Regions from separate parts of the Gossypium hirsutum genome. Here region 2 is linked to region 1. Evidence: chromatin contacts called from public Hi-C data. All regions are on one chromosome and are shown on one strand. Each heading gives the region's core, a stretch centred on a gene start, on an enhancer-like site or on the middle of the called end of the contact. The rest is flanking DNA. Distances are from core to core; before and after follow the strand shown.

The links. A called contact is a pair of places that touch in the nucleus more often than the background predicts.
Region 2: a Hi-C map of leaf shows a contact between it and region 1, with 7 times the contacts expected there. The contact joins the promoter of LOC107938199 here to the promoter of LOC107936436 in region 1. A contact is called at or near these places in 13 of 34 Hi-C or Micro-C datasets (callus, fibers, hypocotyl and 2 more).

Annotation. Positions count from the first base shown.
Region 1 is chrD10:63,124,077-63,126,714 of Gossypium_hirsutum_v2.1, forward strand. It overlaps LOC107936436 (protein ALP1-like), which reads left to right and starts at 1,311. Exons shown (of 2, transcript XM_016869162.2): 1 at 1,311-1,781. The coding sequence starts at 1,643. LOC107936465 (protein SOSEKI 2) reads left to right here. Exons shown (of 4, transcript XM_016869194.2): 4 at 1-531. The coding sequence ends at 356.
Region 2 is chrD10:63,334,272-63,336,909 of Gossypium_hirsutum_v2.1, forward strand. LOC107938199 (anaphase-promoting complex subunit 8) reads left to right here and starts at 1,313. Exons shown (of 4, transcript XM_016871283.2): 1 at 1,313-1,551; 2 at 1,891-2,197. The coding sequence starts at 1,466.

The DNA of each region.
Region 1 (2,638 bases), core at 61-2,560:
ATGTTGCTGGAAAAACTAGAAGGAAACATCATTCATGGAGTGAATTCAAGGAGCTTGATGATGAACACAAAATCTATAAGGCTAAAACCAGTAGGGATTTTAGCAGCAAAGGCAACAGTGTGTCAACACAGACAGACCATGAAATGGGAAACAATCAAGTGCAGGATTCTCGGCCGTCTTCGAATTCGAATTCGGAAATTCTGAAAAGTATGAACATAGCAGCAGATATTAGAGATCAAAGCGTTGAAAATGATCGTCCTAGTGGGAGGATCAAAGCAGCTGCGGTTTTAATGCAATTGATTACTTGTGGATCAAAGAGAGTCAAGGATTTGGAAACAATGGAAATTAGGGGTTGATGAGTTGATGAGAGAAACTAGTAATATGCTATGAATCATGATGCAAAAATGGTTAAAATGTTCTTTTTTTTCAGTTTCATGAAGGTGAAAAGAAAATGTTGCCTACACCATCTTTTATCTAAACTCAATGTTATTTGAAGAACAAGATAATGGATTAAGACTAGAACTTTGGATAGTGTCTTGTGTTCTTGATTATCTTGTGGTGTAATTATTTGCCATATTTCCATTTTTCTTTTTCTTTTCCTTTTCTTTTTAATGATAATGGGTAATCAACCTGTTCATGAGATGAGTTATCTGCTTAAATATGAAAACTCATCCAAAATTTAAAAAGATTTGAATAAAAATATTAGTTCAAAAATTAGGTTTGAATAAAAATATTGTTTAATATTAAAATATACTTGAGTAACACCTTTTACAAATATAAATAAATTTGTGAAAAATTTTAAACTCACATTTTAAACCGAATTTAAATAAATATAAAAATACAATTAATCCCATATTTAAACCCGGTTCAACCCAAAAACACCATTTATGAAATGAAAAAGAATTCTGTTTTTGCAATGTCATAGAAGGAATAGCATTTGGGCTTCAAGACTCAATGGACCACAGAGATGGGTAGTTAGACTCAATGGACTAGGACCAATATGGCAATGCCTTTACCCTCTTAAAGGAAAAAATCATATTCATGTATTTGTATTTAGTATATACTTAGGTATGGCCTATAATATAATATTTTGAAGGATCATGAAATATTTTTTAAAAAATTTAAATATATTCGTGGTAACCAAATTTGTATCTAACACTTGATACATACTAAAAATCGGAAATTTTTATTTCATTTAACTTCGAATGGATAACATATTGTTGTTGATTTATATTAAAAAATTAAAAAAATTTTAAAAAAAATAAACCATCCCAAAAATATTCACTAATAAGAAATTGGAAAAGAACAAAAAAAATTAAAGTAACAAGCTGGTGGTGCTTGAGGTCAATGACCCATTGAAAGGCTATAAACTAGTTTCATCTTTGCACCCATCAGATTGTCTTTCCTTAAACAACCAAAGAAATCACTTCACGTCAGTTGCCTTATTCCTACATGGTGCCTAGAACTCTTCTTGTCTTTGCTTTTTCCTTCTTTTTCTGTGTGCTCAAAGAACTTTATTAAGGTTCTTCAATCTTCTTCATTCACCCACTTATCATTGCACAAGTTCCTTTGATCTTTGTTGTTGGGTTCTTTCAAGTTCCTTTAAGTTTAAACACTCATCTGGGAGGTTGGGTTTCTTTCAATGGGACCCATTAAAGGGTTCAAGAGAAGGAAAAAAACCGCAGACAAGAAGGTGGTTGACCACAATGTCCTGCCTTCTTCTTTAGGGTCTCAATCTCAGCCTTTGGATTGGTGGGATGAGTTCTCCAACAGGATTTCAGGTATTGTAAATAACATACTTCTCTACTGTTCCTCAATGTTTTTAAGGCATTTGATTCTGTTTTGCTTGAACATGTATATAAATGATTATTAGAAAGGCTGCTGTTGGGTTTTGCTTTATGTTTAATGAAATTTCATGACTTGGGTCCAAATGGGTCTCTTTTAATTTGATTGAATGGTATGAGATGGAGCTTTGCTGGGTTTAAATTATCTGCAAGATTTGAAGCTTTTTATCTATATCGTATTTTGGTTTTGTGGATTGCTTTCATTGCTGGGAATTTGGCTTGTCCTATGTAGTGCTCCAAGAGGCATTTGTTAGGTTTTTTGTCTAGAAAGTTTTCTGATAAAATTTCTGTTTTAGGACATAGGTTGAAAACACAACTGTAGTGACTAGATTGATGTTTTGAGACATTTTGGGTATAATGCAGTTTGTATTCGTGCTTTGTCTGCCTGTGATGTTGCGCTTTTCACCAGCTCTGTTCGTCGATGGTTTATCATGACAGGCATTGTTTTCTTAAGGACATGAGTTCAATCCATATGTTTATAGTTACTAGGATATAAACCTGTATGGACTAAGTATTAGAAATGAAGTATGTGCATCTTGAAAGGCTAAGCAACAGGTCTCCCGAGCTCTATTTTGACCCTTTTACTCGCATTTGCAGAACAAATTTTTGAGTCACTGCACAATTAGCTTCTTTTTCGGTGTTGCTTGTTGCTTGAATGTAAAATGTCTCTTCATTGAACTGCAATCAGATGACTGATATCCATGCTCGGATAAATTTCTTATTGCAATATGTCATTTTGATCGAACCTTGGTTTTGTTGTTATGAAGTAATCTATTAAGTGTTCTGTGAAGAAC
Region 2 (2,638 bases), core at 63-2,562, 210 kb after region 1:
TTTATTTTTTAATTTATCAAACAACGCCTTACTTTTATAACTTAATTTTTATATTCCATTTTAACCCCAATTATTAATAAATTATTTTTTTTATATGAACTACCATCATTATCTAGTTCAATCTCATTTTTGTAATGACATTAAAAAATCAGTTAACACATAGCGTTAATCACAATATGTCTGATCAATCAGAATGTGCCATGTCACATTCAAATTTATTAAAATTATTTTTTAAAAATTAAAATTCAAAAATAAAAAATCTTAAGAAGTAAATATTTTTAAAAATATCTTTCCCTTCTTGATATTGTAATGGTAATAATAAAAAAGGATTATACAAGGTTTCCTTCCTGTCCCCTCGAAAATACAATGATCTCGGAGGTAATGCCATTAAAAACTCTATAAGACCCGTGAGATCCATCTTTCATCAAGTCCCATTTTTCTTATGACTACTTGGAGGTAACCTTGTTAATTGTTACAACACTTTGAGTGGCACAATCAGTGTTACCAATGTTTTTAAAATTTGATCAACGGTTTAATTGGTCAAATCACTAGTTCATCGGTTCATCTAGTTCGGTTAAAATTAATAAAAATTTAAAAAAAATTAAAATTTAAAAAAATCGACCAAATCAATACAATCGATTTTTAACCAGTTCAACCGGTTCAATGCCATTCTTCGGATTAGTACCCTAATCGGTTCTCAATTTGACTGGCCAATCCCGTTCGGTTCAAACATCATTAATTACAAACTTAACAACACTTCAAATTTAGGGTAAATTAACCATTCGTCATTAAATTAGGGGTAAGTTTTTGTTTCTATCACTTAACTAAGAAAATTTACAATTTGGTTATTGAACTATTTAAAAGTTTTTATTTAAGTCACTGAGTTGTTAAGTTTTTAAAAAAATTCCGCCAATGAGCTCTAAAAGGTGATTCAATGATTGGTATGGTAGATCAATACCCATCAACGAGTAAAAGAATATACCTTAGATCCAAGTCGATCTAATGGTCAGTGTCGATAATTGGAGAAAAAAACTGTTTGAATTTTGACTTGTAGATTTGTAATGTCTAAAGTTGTTTCATGAAAAAAATTAAACTGTAGAAGAGAAAGGTAAAGATAACTTACCCATAGTTTAGTAACAAATGGTGGAATTTCCCTACCATTTAAGAAGAAAGACCCATGAGATCCCCCGAGCAGCGCCATTGTTACAAAACAAAGAGTTTTATCTTTCGGCCCAATAATAACAGCGAGCTTCTCGTTTTGGGCTGTCAAAGCCCAATTGGAATAAATAATGGTTCTTTTTTTTCGAAATGCTGGGCGCGGATGGATCAAATCAGGCAAATTAAAAAACTACGATTTCTACTCTGAAATTTGTTTGGAGTGAGTGAGAGATGTTGAAGGCAGGGTGGCAGCTTCATCATTGTTATTAGCATTTCAATTCAGTCCCCAAATCTGTTTTTCCAAAAAATGAGTTCTAAAGAAAGTTGCAGAATCGAGCTCCGCACTGCTATTCGCCAACTCAGCGACCGTTGCCTTTACTCTGCTTCCAAATGGTAACCCTTCATAAAACCCTAAACCCACGCTACTCTCTCTTTGCTTTTTGATGAAGAAGAATAAGAAAGATTGAATTTTTTACTCTTTTACAATGAACCCATTTCTCTGAATCTCTTAGCATTTTAGGTCTTAGAAGATCTGTAGAACACTTTGGAAATGGTGCTTTATTTGGCTTCTTGAAGTAGAGCTGAACTTTTTTCTTTGGGAGTCCAATGCCTTAATCTGGGTTGCTAATTTTGGCTTTGCTTTTCCTTTCAATGTGCTTTTTTAATGATAAAGTTATGTTTTTTTATGCTGTCTTCTGGGAGCAATAAATCATTGGTTGGTTTGATTTACAGGGCAGCAGAACAGCTTGTCGGAATCGAGCAAGACCCAGCTAAGTTCACGCCTTCAAACACGAGATTTCAGCGTGGAAGCTCGAGTATACGCAGAAGGTTCCGCACCAATGAGATTACTTCCACACCTCCCACTGGTGTTGCCTATGTGTCCACTCCAGTGATGGAGGAAGATGAAGCCATACATGGCGACTTTTACCTTCTTGCCAAGTCATACTTTGATTGCCGAGAATATAGGAGAGCCGCTCATGTGCTTCGGGATCAAACTGGAAAGAAATCCGTGTTCTTGCGATGTTATGCTCTTTATCTGGTTTGTTCACTTCTCATTTCGCAGTCTTATAGTATTTTAAATGACTTGCTGTTCTTATGCTCCCTGGTTTTGATTGTGTAAAATTGAGTCTGATGATGTCACAGCTAGTTCAAATGTCAATTATTGTGTTCGGTATGCTTTAGTTGATCGCCTTTCTCTAGAGTAATAAGATTTGACAAACACCAGATTTAGTGAATGAATGCTTTGTTTGTACCTCTATAACCTATTATAACAGTGGAAGCTTGCTTGTGGAGGAGAATAAGTTGTGGTGATTAATTTTTCTTCATCGATGAAGAAGCTTATCCTTGCTTCAAAGTATGAAAATTGAGGTTTTGCAAGTATTTTATTTGGACAATTATGTTACCCTTTTTCCTTCTTTTTTTGGGCTTAATGGGGAAACATTGAGATTAGGTTGAGGAAGGAAATAACATTCGTCTTGTG